Linked DNA regions of Mus musculus: region 1 is linked to region 2. The links are chromatin contacts, called in public HiChIP or PLAC-seq maps. All regions are on one chromosome and are shown on one strand. Each heading gives the region's core, a stretch centred on a gene start, on an enhancer-like site or on the middle of the called end of the contact. The rest is flanking DNA. Distances are from core to core; before and after follow the strand shown. Region 1 overlaps Nsmce2 (NSE2/MMS21 homolog, SMC5-SMC6 complex SUMO ligase). Region 2 overlaps Nsmce2 (NSE2/MMS21 homolog, SMC5-SMC6 complex SUMO ligase).

Evidence for each region. HiChIP or PLAC-seq counts read pairs in DNA pulled down with a chosen protein or histone mark.
Region 1: a contact with region 2 is called in a FOXA1 HiChIP or PLAC-seq map of pancreatic cancer cells. The contact joins two enhancer-like sites. A contact is called at or near these places in 11 of 484 Hi-C or Micro-C datasets (the C2C12 cell line, adipose-derived mesenchymal stem cells, bone marrow-derived macrophages and 7 more) and 7 of 115 datasets of contacts at active chromatin or transcription factors (CD8 T cells, cardiomyocytes, embryonic fibroblasts and 4 more).

What each region holds. Positions count from the first base shown.
Region 1 is chr15:59,592,562-59,600,428 of GRCm38.p6, reverse strand. The region is part of intron 6 of Nsmce2 (NSE2/MMS21 homolog, SMC5-SMC6 complex SUMO ligase); the gene reads right to left. Among named protein-coding and RNA genes, the nearest start is that of Gm36677, 22 kb to the left of the region's middle. Within about 2 kb of position 3,633, at least 115 of the 459 cell types and tissues checked have an H3K27ac peak or open chromatin away from gene starts, as enhancers often do. A contact at or near this core is called in the C2C12 cell line, CD8 T cells, embryonic fibroblasts and 6 more, where this site is marked.
Region 2 is chr15:59,475,511-59,483,135 of GRCm38.p6, reverse strand. The region is part of intron 4 of Nsmce2 (NSE2/MMS21 homolog, SMC5-SMC6 complex SUMO ligase); the gene reads right to left. Among named protein-coding and RNA genes, the nearest start is that of Nsmce2, 110 kb to the right of the region's middle. Within about 2 kb of position 2,380, at least 228 of the 459 cell types and tissues checked have an H3K27ac peak or open chromatin away from gene starts, as enhancers often do. A contact at or near this core is called in the C2C12 cell line, CD8 T cells, embryonic fibroblasts and 6 more, where this site is marked.

The DNA of each region.
Region 1 (7,867 bases), core at 2,384-4,883, 120 kb before region 2:
GTGTGTGGCAGAGACAGGCTCCAACACACACCAGGCCATAGGACCTGCAGACCCTCGGATGGAAGGCAAGTAAACAAAGGAGAGGGCAGAGCCAAGCAGTGGACAACTTCGATGGGAAGGGAACACAGGCCAGGCATGGGGGCAGGAGTCCTGCCTGAACTCCATCCCTCTGAATGCCATGAAACCTCTCAATGGAGAGAGTGAGAGGGACACTGGGCTCTGGCCAGAAGCCCGAGGTGAGGGAATTAAGAATGTGACTCACCAGAAAAGGGCGGAACTCAAGGCCTTGCTCAGTTAGCCATCTCAGTTGAGGGAGTGTTTGGACTGAATCACCTGATTTCTTTTTACAGTGAACAAGGTTTGGGCAGGGCTAAGTGCCCAGTGTTTGGAGTCAAGCTCACGCAGGTCCTGAATTCCCTCAAACACGCGATTGGTGGTCAAGATAACCTTTCTGGGGCAGGGTCCCCACTCCACAGGGTAACGGGCCTCACAGTGCTCCATGGTGTCCTTCCACTTTCCCATCTCCTAGGCTGGCCACTCACCTCCTGGGAAGTTTTAAGTTATCTGGTCTGTCTGCCTGTCCTTCCACAGAACTGTGCACACACACACCACTCATGCATTCCCGGTGCTTCTGTGTGATCAGCTCTGGGCTAGGTTCTAATCACATAGCCTTAAGTATAAACACGGCTCTGATCCACACAGGGCTCAGCCCCATGAACTGAGACAGCTCTTCTAGAGGCACAGGAAACGCAGAGTAAAAGGTAAAAGGCCAAGGGAAGGGAACCTGACCTGGGAGTTACAATGCAGGGATGAGGCAGGAAAGAGGAGGTGTTTCCTGGCCTTGATCCTGGGGTCAAGGAGTGTTGGCAGGACATGGGCTGTCCCTGGACAGTGTGCAGCCCATTTGCAGGGACAGTAAGCTTGAGAACAGGAATTCATTTTGAAATGCTAAATGTGTCCTGTACAGTCAGGCATAGGAGCGCTCTTTCTTCTCTCCTCCCTCCCTTCCTCCTTTCCTTCCTTCCTTTTGCCTGGAATCTGGCTGCGTAGCCCCCCACCTGCTCACCCCAGCTCGACCGATGTACTTTGGAATTCCTAAGTATGAGATGGTGATGGAGACATCCACACATTCCAGACTTTAGAAACGGAGACTGTCATCCCCTAGGCTTCCCAGACATGGACGTGCACAACAGGGGGCTTCTGGAGTGAACCTCCCTGAGAGGCGAGCCCCGAGCCCCGTCCCTGACGACCAGACCTTGGGTGCAGTGGACTCCTGAGAACAGCGTCTACCTCCTTCTGCCAGACAGTGAATAAGCAGTGGAGAGGGAAGTGGAGAGTGAGGGGGGAGGACTTCCTGATGACATCAGTGGCTTTAGTCAGTAAATGAGGGCATTCTGAGAATGGCTGACGGAATTAACCACACCACTGAGCTGCAGAGGAGGCGCCCACACTCATGTTGATGGGATGGGATGGAGCCTGGTGATGTCTGTGTCATGCAGAGACAGGCTCTGGGAACAGGGATATAAATCAAGTATCCGAGGGGAGCGAGGTGACCCGACAACAAAGATACAAACTGGAAAATGGAAGAGCCAAGACAAGTGTATATGCCTACAATCCCAGCACCCGAGGCTGAGGCAAGACTGAGCTACACAGAAAGTTCTAGGCTAGGCTAGGCTATATAGTGAGACATCTCCAAAAGAGCGGCAAAGGCCTAGCAGTCGGCTCCCCTAGTGCTGACACTGTCCAGGTGACGGCACAAGGCTTTTCCTGCAAACAGATGAACGTGGAGTTCTTGTCTGTCTGCAGGCATCCTGGCACAGTGAAAATCAAGGCCACTGAATGCCACGGGCAAAGGATTGTGCTCCAGGTCTCATCACGCAGCACTTGCTGTTCTAGACCACAGTTAACCAGTCCTGTCTCCTCACACAAGGCGGCTCAACCAGAGACATGGTGAGAACAACACTGAAGAGCATGCGAGAACCTTTGAGAGACTTCCTGGAGGAGAGGCAGGACAGGAACCAGGGCACAGCCTTGTTTCCCACCCCACCCCACCCCACAGAAACGAACAAGTTTTTAAACTAAAAAGGGTAAGAAAAGGCCATGATGCCACGGGCTTGAATCAGGGCATTCCTGCTCCGAGAAACAACACTACCCAAGCGTTAGGCCATAATCCCCAGGACATCCTGGTGAGCAAGTCAGGTGTGGCAACACCTTCAACATCATCAACTCATCCCCAGGAAGGGCTCAGACTCACAGACCTGGAAGGAGAGGCTGGTCCTGTGCCTGGGTCAGCCACAGGGCAGAGCATTCCTTATTGCGAGTCTATGCTAAGGAGAGGTCTCAGGGTGCAGAGGGTCCCAGGGGCATCGGGGATTCGGGGCCTCAGCCTCAGCTCAGGATCACACAATGCTGAGTATGGAGAGATGCAGATTTGGGTCCTAAGAATATCAAGGTTTGGCCCATAAGCTCTAGGAAGCAGCTGTATAGACAGATACCTCTGGCATTAGAGCTGGGTAGATTCCTGACATAGTTACACTCAGAGAGTAACTGTGTCCCATCGCCTCCAAGTCCAGGGTGATGTGTCACAAAACAGTGAGGTACACATGATGACTGTTTGCCATAAGGGCCCCACAGCTGTGAGTTCACACTGTACACCAGCAAACTTCCTGTCAGGCCTGTGCTTCTGCCCGCCTGTGTGCAGCTGTGCACATGTGTATATGCTGTGGGAGTCAGAGGTCATCCCTGTCGTTCTCCTCAGGGTCCACTGTACTAGTTATTTATTTCTGACAGACTCTTTCACTGGCCTAATTCTTGCTAAACAGCCACTAGTCTGGCTGGCCTCACTGACCTCAGGGGCCTGCCTGCCTTTCATCTCCCTCCCTCTCCCAGTGCCGGGATACAAGTGAGCTATCACACTTGGCACTTTGATGTGAATTCTGGGGATGAGCTGAACCCTCACTGAGCTGAGCTATCTCCCGGTCTTCTTCACAGCCAAGAAATGGGACAGTACAGATCTGGAAGGAATCCCCTGTAGGCTCTAGGGTCACTGGAATTTTGAGTTGATGTCATTTTTACTTTAGAGATAAAGAACCCGGCTGAGAGGCTCAGTTATTTGTTGGTAAGTGATTCTGCTTTGACATCACACATTTCTCTTCACTTCATCTGATGAGCTTAGAATTCCCTAAAGATTCAGAAAACCAAAACAATTGGTGGGGGTCACAGTCAGCCACAGTTCATTAACATGAAAACGAGCAGGCAGCTTTATTTGAGAGATAATAGCTTACGACCTCCCTCGGTTTTAGGAAATGACTCTAACAGTATACTAGGGTGAAAAGCCCCACAAGCCCACTCCACTTGGGTCCAGTGGACAGGCCGCCAGGGTCTGAAGCATGCTGGGAAGTTCAGATGGTACCCAGTAAGTAACACAGTGTGCCTGGGACTCCAGTAACCTAACATAATTGGAACAGGAGAGAGACACCGTTCTCTAACAGGATGTGTCACACACATTTTTTAAACAGTGCTTCATGGGAAATGACACCACTTCATGCTGAATCAGAAACCTACAGAGTAAGCTGTGAGCAGAACCGAGTGAGTTCTAATCGGTTTCCAGGTTGGCCTTGCGTTTGACACTGGCTCTGTGACTGCAGCGCCTCTCGTCTTGGGTGTGGTTTAGGCTGCTTCCCACAGGTCTTGTACTTGAGTGCAGTAACTGCTGAACAAGAAGCTGCTTGGAGCTGACAGCAAGGGGCTCTGAGTCAGGTGCCGAGGCTTTATGGTGAGTGAAGAGAGCTTATGCCAGGCCAAGGCTCTGTCCTGCTGGCCTCTGCAGAACTGTGCCTCAGCGACAGCTGCCCAGCTCTATCCTCATAGCCACACAATTCTCATGGCTGGCTCAGTCACCTTCTAAGGGCACAGCCTGCACCTTGGCTGTTTTCAAGGGGCTCTATGGCTATGATCTCAGACTCTCAGAACCCCTGCTGGCCACTCTCCTCTCTTCCACCTCTCCCTGACCAAGCAGCTAGCAACTGCTTCTAGACACTCAAAAGAATTAGCAGTCATATTCCCCTCTAGCTCCTCCCCCATTTTCAATCAGCTACCACATTCTGTCGGGCGCATACACACCTCACTTCCACGTGCCTGCTCACTCTCTGTGACAGAATGCACTGTGGGCGCACCACCCTGGCACTGCCACAGCCTTTAGCACCTGCCCCCTGCACTGCTTCGGTAGTAACTTCCTCAGCTCCAGATTGGCTCCTCCTAATCCCCTTTCTCTACAAGGTCTTCTGTGCCTATGGGCAGAGCTGGTAGATGCTGGTGACGATGCTGTCGAAAGCTTGACAAGGATGCAGGACTCATGGTTACTGAGTCTTACTGCATGTGTGCCTGCTCCTTTAGAACATATCTTATTCAAGTTTCAGATGTACCAGTGAGAAAACTATCACCATCAGTTTACAGAGCAGGAAAGTGATGAAACGGACATTCACTGCCTCTGTGGTGGGTCTCTGCCTATTTACTGTTCTACCATCTACGGTGTCATTTTACTTTCCTGCCACAAACAGTAACTAGCCAACACCAGACCTACTGCCCTCTACGGGAAAGCTGGTCTGATGGGGGTGGGGTGGGGGATAGAGGAGTGGGAGGGAGGCTCTAGGAGTCAGTTTCTGATGAGTGTGGAGGGGCACGCCTTTACTCCAAGCAGGGGCAGGTGAATCTCTGTGAATTTAAGGCCAGCCTGGACTACACAGTGAGTTCTAGATAGCCAGGGTCACACAGGGAGACTGTCTCAAAAACAAATTAACTAAAATACCCAGTTAAAAACTATTTTGTTATTTTTTTTATTTGTCTGAGTTTTTTCTTGCCTGCACTTATGCCTGTTGTGTTATCTACACGGTGGGATGGCAGCCAGAAGAGGGTGCTGGATCCCCTAGGACTGGCATTTAAGATGGGTGCTGAGAACTGACCTTGGGTCCTCTGGAGAGCAGCAAAGTCTCTCTACTGCCCACACGCGCCCACGGTGCACCCCAGACTTCACTGCAGCCTTCCCTCTCCACACACACTGTGTGTGCCTGCCCTGGGACTGCTGTCACACCGCACAGTGCCAGGGAAACGCCTCCACTCAGACCTGAGACAACTGGGCGTTACAAATGCCTGTGCACGTGTTTCCTGCTCTCGTGGAAACATGATGGGAGAAAAGACAGTATTTTCCTCCTATCATCCCATAGGTTGTAGCAAATCATTGTATCTTTGTCTTGTAATATAATAGAATGTTTGATTTTAGAAAAGTCAGTGAGTTACTGACTTTAGGTTTCATAAGAAAAAATTGTAAAATGAATTTTAGCTTGGGGTTAGGATAAAATTCCCAACAGTTTCTAACATGGCTGTAAAGATCGTTCTGCCCTTTTGGTACTATGCATTTATGGTGTTCTTGGCATTGACAATTAGAAAATCAAAAGCTTCAATCAACTCGGAAGGTACTTTATCTATCTGCAGTATCAAATATTCAGCTGATATTTAATTCTTTATATAAAATTAAGCATATCAGGTTGGTGAGATGGCTCAGTGGGTAAGAGCCTTCCAAAGAGCATCCTTTGGACCGCTCGGCCAAAGGTCTTGAGTTCATATCCCAGCAACCACGTGGTGGCTCACAACCACCCGTAATGAGATCTAACGCCGTCTTCTGGTGTGTCTAAAGTCAGCTACAGTGTACTTATTTACAATAACAAGCAACATTTTTTTAAAAAATTAAGCATATCCACTCATTAGTATGTAAATTTGCTTTCATCTTTAATAAATAGTAAAATATAAACATTGAAGAACTGTCTTTGAATAAATTTGTTTATAATTTAGTATTAGTAAATGCTTAATTTATATATCTATTTTATATAGCTATATGCTTGGGGCTGTATATAAAATGTCTTAGGTGAGGGAGCTGGGGGAGGGCACAGTGGATAAAGCATCTTACTGCAAATGAGGCCTGGAGTCAGATTCCTGGAGCCCTCGGCGCCCCAGCTCTAATGCCAGACTCAGAAGGTAGAGGCCAGGATGTCTGGGGGGAGGGGGGACACTCTGCCTAGTAAGACCAGCATATCTGCGTACCTGCAAGCTTGGGCTTTGCAAGACCTTACTTCTAATCAAGGGAGATCCTGACGTCAACACTGGGTCTCTACATGTATGAACACACAATGTGTATGCATACCATACCACCTTCACATGTGCACCCATACATATGAACACACATATACACACATGCAAACACATCACATACACATAGAAAGAAGAAAAGGGGGATTTGACCTAGTAAAAAGAGATTACAATGGAAAACTTCAAGAGGCCTGGCTCCTAAAGCCCCTTCACCATTCCCCGGTATGTTCCTTTATTTCTTAAGGCCTGGTAACAATGTCATCTTTGTAAAGCTTTCCTCCTCTCAGACTTAATGGTTATTATTAGTCTATGAACATTTTCAGGTATCTGCCCCCCAGGTTATGGAAACATGACAGGGAGAGAAGAGAACGTTTCCTTAGATGTCAAGTACCACTTAAATGCTTGTAAGTATTGTGTGTAGTTCCAAATGGACAATGGGCATTAGGAAGTCAGAGCTGTACGTGAGAAAAGCCATCTAAGTGTGGGAACACCCTGCACCGACCCGGGGCTGCTGGTAGGAAACTGAAACATGCTTTGTATTAGTCCCTGCCCTTTCCAGCCCCAACTTCAGGAGAGTATCACACACTGTCAGAAAGAGGAGCTGCCAAGGACAGCAAACTAGCAAGCACTCTTAGGAATTATGTTGACCCTTTCTGGTTTGTCAGAGAAGGAACACAGGTTAAAAATTAGTAGAGAAGGAAGGCTTGGAAGTCCAGAAACAAAACGATGCTTGTTGGTAAAATGTCAAGGTCATTAGGGAAATACAGGATTTGGATTCTAAGGCAGAAATGCAAAACATAGAAATGAACTAATGGTTTTTATATTTGTAGCCTAATGGCTGCAAACCCATTTGTCTTCTAGAGTAAATACTGAAAATTACTTGACTGAATGGCCAAGGAGCTATCTCTCTCTAGTCCTCAGTTGCTAGCTCTCAGTCCACACCCACATGGGGAGAGGAGGGGAATTCCAGCTCTCGGTCTGGGTGATGCAGAAGAAGCAAAGCACACATCACAGGGGCTGCTATCAGAGCCTGAGAACGGTCACACCTGCCATTCCATTCCTGCGATAAGAGCTCAGGAGATGCCAAACCCAGTCAGCTTCAGTGTGGCCCACTGAGGACTCTCGTCACAGGCACAGAGCCATGGTCCTGGGGTTGGGAGGTAGGGAGAGAAGGGACGGAAGATTCGGAGTTAAAAAAATTCTCATTGGTGAGTTAGCCATGGATTAATTGAAACTGTTCGGGGAGTTATTTACATGATCAAATGAAAGCATTTCTTTGGTAATGCAGTCTTCCTCACCAAGACCACTGGATATGAATTCTTGTCTTGAATGTTTATTTTAAAACCAAAGCACTATTGCAGAAAGCAAAGAATAAGGTAAATTTCCTCTGGGTTAAGTAGACACTGAAAAAGGGGAGTATCTCAGATTATAGTTTTGTTGATCCTCAGCTACTCTGGTTTGTTGGTGTGTCGTGTGTGTGTGTGCGTGTGTATGTGCGTTGAGTGTGCAACAGAGAGAGAAAGAGAGAGAGAGAGAGAGAGAGAGAGAGAGAGAGAGAGAGAGAGAGAGAGAAAGAGAGAGAGAGAGAGAGAGAGTGTCTCATATAACCAGGCTGTCCTCAAACTCTCAGTGTGGCTGAGGACGGCCTCCTCTCTCACATCCTCCTGTCTGCCTCACTGATCGGGTGCCAGGCGCATGTGTCCAGGCCTGATTTGTGTGATTGTTT
Region 2 (7,625 bases), core at 1,131-3,630:
ATTCACTTCTGTGTAAGATCTAAAAAAGCTGACTTCAAGGTAGTCAAGACTACAATTTACCAAAAGTGTGTGCATTGTCCAAGAGTGATGGCAGAATGGGATAAGGACGCATAATCCAAGTTTATAAGTAGATTTTGGATGTTTTCACCATTAGAAAGTAGATGAAGTGCTAAGCATGTCAATTAGATTGACTTAGTCATCCCACATTGTAGAATCTAAAATCCTATCCAAAAAGTTACTATATGCCTGCATATTTTTTTTTGAAAATTAGAAACATTTGAAAATAGTTACTAGAACAAAATTATGACATGGTTGTCACCGGCCCTTTAAAACATAGATAATTTAATAATTTGCTTGACTGCCTCTAAGTTAATGCACCGACTTTTAAAAAATATCCTAATTTCTGGCATAGTAAGGTTCAATAAATGGCTACTACACAAATGAACAGAAGCAGAAAAATGAAACTGCACTGACCAAATAAATTTAACAGTTACCCAGTCTGTAAAACCCAGATTTAATGAGTATACAAGTTCTTTCTTATAGGGATCTTGCCTGAACTCTTACACCTAAGACCTTTTCTACACCACACACACACACACACACACACACACACACACACACACACACACACACACACACACGCGGTGGGTACTTGGGGGCAGAGGGACAGGGGTGTGTCTGATCTGCAGTAACAGAGTACTATCGGGTTATGCTGAGACTCAGCTAGGCTAATAACCTTTTAGTTTACAATCTGAAAGGGCTGATTTACCTAAACCCTGTAGTACTTACTTTAAGGACATGCCAAAAATTCACCTGCCTCCAAAACACAGCTATCAGCAGAATATGCACAACCGTGGGCCAGGAGAATGCTATGGTAAAAACCCATTCTCCCTTCTCTAGCTCCAAGGCATGGATCCTTTTGAGACAAAACACCTCAGGGATATTCCCAGCAGCCACAAGGCCGGAGTCAGAAAGCTGTAAGGGATCTCTGACTGCAGAATAAGGAACTGTGTGTTGTATCCAAGACTCAGCAGCAGCTCCATCACCAAGCATTAGCTCTTACACAGTCCTCACGCATCTCCTGGAACTCACAGAGATCCCCAATCTTTACTGGGAAGACATCTGAGTAAAGAGATTTCAAGCCTCTGAAAGGGTTTGGGTGTGGTTGAAATGGGTAACTTTGAAAACTTAGCAACACAGGATACACTATGAGTAAGTTCTTTAAAAAAAAAAAAAAAACCAAAGCTAACTCACCAGATCCTTCTGAAAGGGTTCTTTTATTAATTTCAGTGAAGTCAAGCAGAGAACAAGTTGTAATATGAAACACAATTTATGCAACTATGTTGAAATTCTCTACCAGAGTTGCATCTTCTAATGTACAATTTTATGGTAAAATAATTTCAAAATACTATCAAAAATTAGGCTAGGCTCCTTTTGGTTTTAAGACTATCATAGGAAAACCATTTTTTATATAAGTCATTGAAGTTCTAAGACAAAATGATAGTGTCTTTAAATTAGAAAAAAAAAATTGGAAGAGCTGAAACTAAACCTCAATTGAAATTACACTGTTGGGCAACTCCAAAAGCTAAACAAAAACATGTTAAAATAGAAATTGCAACATCAAGGGAAAACCATTCTCATATAGCGTTCTAGACTCAGCCCTAGCTGATCATGGATGAGGCGAGTTGCTCTGTCCTAGGTTTTCCCACAGTCAGCCAACAGGCTACTCACGATTTAGCAGCCACTTGGGTTGACTCAGGGAAAGGCATGTGAGGGAGGCCTTTAAAGAGCCAACAGAGATCCCCTGGGTGGGTCTGGTCTGCCTTTCAAAACCCATGAACTTCCCATTATATAATCTCAAATAAGAAAAGTATTTCCTAAGTTAACCGCCTAGCTGAGTGTACAGCAGGCTGCAGTACCGCCTGCCTCCCTCCCTCCCTCCCCTGGTAAGAAAGAAAAGGAAAGAGCTTTGTGAATGGCACAATCACCTTGTCTGGTAAGGACAGAAGATTAATGAATCCTGCTTAATAGTACTACTAGACTTTTTAACAAAACTTCCAGAAGCCCCAGTATCTAATCTAAAATTTCCATATTTTACTAATCTCCTATAAAATAAACTGTTAAAGAAACCACAGAATTCTGAGAAGCTTGCTTTTCCAGAAAGCCCAAGAAAAATACTTTAGTTTCGCCATTCTCAAATTCATTTGACTTAGAAACAAAGTAAACATATTACTCTATTTAATATCATTGCACAAGCAAATTCACAAGAATGAAATGTGTTCAGAGTTCCTAGAAAAAATGTAGCAATGCAGGCTGCCAACTTGTTCAATGTCAAGCACCAGGCAGCTCAGCACCAGCAGTGACTCAGAGTGAATCACGCTTAAGCTATTTTTGCTTTTAAAGTCCTGCCAGGAGCTGTGTTAATATTCAACCCAGAGTAAATTTAGCTCAACAAGAAAACAAGTGTTTCCATGGTTGCTTCTTCACGGTGTTTATGGTATATGCGCAGCCATTCGGCTTAGGAACCCAGCCAGATCATCCAAATTGAAATGCTCATCTCTCATTTACATCCAGGCATTGGAACACAGGAAATACCAAATGCAATTCAGACTGCTGTCTACCTGCCTTCCTGGATCCCAGACAGCAACATGGCAGGCAGGGCATCATTAAAGGCCCCTCTTCAAGTCTGTACCACTGAAGGAGCTCCAGAGACTGCTAGTCATAGGTTTTACTTGGTTTGTATTACAAATCAAAACTCCATTCTCTGGTTGTGGCGGTGTAACAGACTAAAGTGCCTAAAGGACTTAGCAAAGCAGTAGAAAATTAGAAGGACAGGTACGACATGGAATCTTTACACAGGATCACAGACAGTGACAGTCTGGTTATGTGGCTCAGGTTTTAAAATAAATTAGTTACAGGCAATGAGTAAGTAAGATCTGATTGTCTTTATGTTAGAAGAAAAAAATTCCACATAACATAAAATTTATCATCTTGATGCCCTTATTGTTTTTGCAACAGAAAGAAAAGTGTACTCCCTACACTAGACAGGGCAGCAGGCTGGCAGCAAGACAGGAGAGCCACCAGCAATCCATCTTAGCCTTCATTCATTAGTGCTACAGTTCCAATTCTAAGTGTCCCTCACAGGCCAATAATGCAAAAGCTTGCCTAGTGTGTGATGCTGCAGTGAGGTCTAATGTTTCTAATGTGGAATCTAGTGGAGGAAATCTAGCCCCAAATCTGTCATCTGGGGGCTAGGAGAGTACCCTTAAAGGGGATCTGAGCCCATTCCCATCTATCTCTTTGCCCCCTGGCTGCCATAAGGTAAATTCGCCTCCTTCTATGTGTTTCAGTCATAGTATACTGTGTTACCATTTGGCCCAAAGCAATAGATTGTTGAGGGAAATATTATAAAATGAACACGCCAATTCTCAGCCAGGCCAGGCTATGCTCCTGCCTGCCGCTACCAACTCTCTAGGGCTAACCCCCATGTCAGGTGATCTCACTTGCTCAGTCTCTTGGCAGTCAACTCTTCGCCCCACAGGGCCACAGGGTTCCCACTGGGCCATCTCTAAGATGTCCCCCACAAGTTCCTCACACTTCCATGCAACACCCCACACACCCTATGAAAAGCCATCTCAACACCTAATTATCCAGTAGAAACATCACTCTTAAAGCTTAATTATCCAAGTAGATTTATATAACAATAAGATCACAATTTACAAGATGCCAATACAATAATTTCAGAGCCAATTGATAATGATAAAAGTTTTACCCCAATTATTCTAACCTTGTGAAAATCTTAGCTACTAGTTGCTGTTTAAAACCACATGGGATCGGGATCTTCTTCCTGACTATCTGCCTCCATGTTGGCTTCTCCTCCTCCTCCTTCGACCTCTGTCTTCTGCGACCTCTCTGTCTCCCCAACTCCTAGCTCCGCCTCCCTTTTCCTGTCCAATCACAGGCCCCCCACTGTCCTAATGTGATTGGACAGGGAAAATCCTGCAACAATAGAAAGTGTCAAGTGACCATGGACTGAGGCCTCTGAAACCAAGAACTAAAATAAACTTATCAAAGGTTGATTGTCTCCGATACTGGGTTATTAAATCAGAAAGCTGACACAATTGGTATTAAATACATTCACATTATTATAAAAACATTTCTCTAGGACTTTTCATCTTGTAAAAATAAAAATCTACCAAATGTTCTTTAAAAACCCCTATTTTCAGAATATACTATTTCGATTCCCAACACACATAGGACTTTTGTGCTTGGGTAGCAAATGAATTGGGAAGATGGAGGAACAGATACTAGAGCAATTCCTTAACTAAATCTACTCATCCCTGGAATTCCTAGGACCATCTCTAGATTTCACTCAGGAAAAATAATGTTAACTTTCCCAGCAGAGGTATTTAAAGTACGTTGCATACACCTTAGAATATACACAAAACCATATGACTACTTTTTATAATTAACTTTTATCTAGGAAAGAAAAAAGGTTTCATTACCAATGTAAATGCTGAAATTACTTACAGCATATATACAGACAAACCAACAAAATGCAATTAATATGCAGTGAACAATGAAAAAAGCATGGAGACCCCTGCTCTAAAGGCCAAAATTCCCAAGACGCAGGACGAGTGTTCCTTATCTTCCTTCCTAGTGCAGTGCTCTACTATAAAGACAACGAAGTGGGCAAGAGCTGGTCAGCACACCCAAGAGGAGAGAGAAACTGCAACCATGTAGAACAAGTGTGTAGAACAGCCAAAGGGTCTGGCACGGCTGTGATGACAGGACTGGACACAGCAACAGTCACACAAGCAGCCTCACTGGAGAGTCATGTTCCAAGGAAAATATTCATCTTTAGACAAGCAGGATGTCAGTTATTCATGGTAGTTCAGTATTTGGAAGAAGCTTTGCAAGGGTAAGCAGGATCTTTTGAAACCCATGACTCAAAGGAACAACCATCTAAAGTACTTAGGTGACAGAAACGGTAGAAACTCCTAAAACTCACTTGAGTGGATTCTTTAATTCCTATGTAGTTATCTAGGTTAGGCCTTGGCAATAGCACAGGTGCTTAAAAAAACATGTGGATGAAAAGGAATATACCACACTTTAAGCCTGCAAAACATTTTACTTGAAACTCATTCTTTCTAAATGTGTAGTTACCTGTAGTAACTGTGTATGTAACTTTCAAAATCTCAAGGCCCTGAGGACTAGCAGTAATTTATAATAACTTTCTGACTCACTTGACCACTGGGCTGACTAACTCAACTCTACCTGGAAGTTTTGGGTTAGAGGGATATAAAATAGATATCTATTATATATATATATACTTAAAGCTAAGCAGAGGAGTATATGAGAGAAAGAGAAACAGGTCGAGTGAGTTTTAAAGAGAGTGGAAACATTCTTTATGATGCTATACATAATGCAGTTGTCAAAGCTATCTTACTCAACAATTCTAGTCTGGACACATACACAGAAGAATTGAAGGATGAACTCAGACAGATATAGCCCAATAGTCACGAGTGAATGATTCACATGATAATTGAAAAGTAGAAACTCAAAGATGCACCAGATGAATGCTTGAAAAAATGTGATGCAAACTGAAAAACTACCTGGCCTTATTAATGCACGAACTTGTGATATAGGTGGTGGACAAAACATTCAAGCCAGTGTGGAGCATGCCCTTGTATACACACACAGACAGTCAAATGCATCCAGGCAGGAAGTAGTTCATGGAAGCCAATGAGGAGGAGGAGGTGAAGAATTACTATTTAACCCGTATCAGATTTCTGTTTGGGATGCTAAAAAAAGTCCCAGCCTTGGTGGTGACAACTGCACAATGTGAACATACTTAATTCCACCAAACAGTAGACTTAGAATGTTAAAGGGGTGAATTTTAGAGAACATAAAATCCATCACACATATCAAAACACACAGCAGAATAAGTCCAAGTGGAAATAAGTGTTAGTAGCAATAGCTCATATACTGTTATGCTCTCTCAATGATCTCCTTAAAAACAGGGGAACTAGTGTTTGAGTGTAGGAAATGTGAACTCTGCACTGACTGCTTGGTTCTATAACTCCAGTGATGCTCTTAAAAAAAAAAAAAGAGAGTCTATTAGTTAAATAAAAATCCTAAGAAAAGCAAAGGGGGTTAATCTGTGTCCAAGTCCTGTCTGCTGTGCAGTGTCTTGTACTGACCTCCACTAATCCATTATCTCCTAAGGACACCGAGTCTCCACAATGCACCCTTCTTGCTTCCTTTCTTACAATGTGACCTCATCTCTAACACCCACGGATCTCTCAGTCCTGGAGGCCAGGGTTCCAGATTTCCCTGCTTCCTTGAGCCCTTGATGTCCCTAATGCTCCCTAGGTTGCATATCTTGCTCTGACCTGTAACTTCTCTCGACTTCTGCCTTGTGTTTATTTTGGCTTGATGGGAATGGCCTACTATTGGCCTTTGGTACTCTAAACCCAGACACGGTTCCCTAATTCTGGCTTCTAACCTCTTATTTATCTTGCTATAAGGCACAATTCATGCTGGCAATAATGAAATAGGAAGAACAGTTAGATAGATGATACTGGCTCAAAATTATAATATTCTAGACATTTCCTTATTCTACAAATAATATTTTTGTTCAATGTAAACTGCTTCTTTGTAAAGTTCTCAAAGCAGCTCTTTATTCTACCTTCGAATTTTCTGCTTTAAGCTGACATTCAGAGTAGTCTAGACATAAAGAATGGTAAACATGGATGTCTACAGGGAAAGACAAAAAGAAATTGATACAAAAGAAAATGTTTCAAGTGGAATCTAATGGAGAGGTGGCACTTATCTGTATGTATTCAGAAACAATCAACCCTATCACTGTGTAAGTCAAACATAAAGCATTCAGGCTCCATGTCACATGTATACTGCAGTCTGGAGATGGAAGAAGACTGAGGGCCTTGTGTGAGCTCTTCTATTAAAACAATACATTTGAGTGGCATCACCCCAACTGGTATTTACTAAAACACCCAAAGAAAAGCTTAGGCACAGCAAGGTACGGGCAGTGAAGCGACCCTGAGAATGGTTATATACCACATGAGGGTCTGATGGTACTAAGGGATGGGGATAGATCAAGAGGATGTCTTCTTCAGTGGCATGACTCCTTCTGCTTTTGGTGCCCTCAAAGGGAAAGCACAAGGTAGAGAATAATAATTTAGGGAGGAAAAAGGGTATAAATGTTCAAGATTTATTTTTCATATTATACTTTTTCAAAGACAAACAGCTAAACTCCCTTTCCCCATTCTTAAATGGGAACTTAAGCTCTGACCAATTATCATTCACTGTGAGTGTAATTTCTGGATCATTAGATATGATGACACATGGGTCCTACGATTTGTGACTGGAATGGAGAATGATCTTTCTTCGAAGCAGGTCTACTGTGTGAAGTAAAGGCATATGCAAGGCTCTTCCTACCTGTACCTACCTCAGCCAGCTCTGCAGGGTGGATCCAGACACTTCTACTACGCACCACTAGGAAACATGTCAGAACATCTAACCAATACCCTTAACTATCTTTGGTTAGCATGTAAAAAAGTACATACCAAAGAGGCTGAGAAGTGTGTTTATGTGGTATGGTG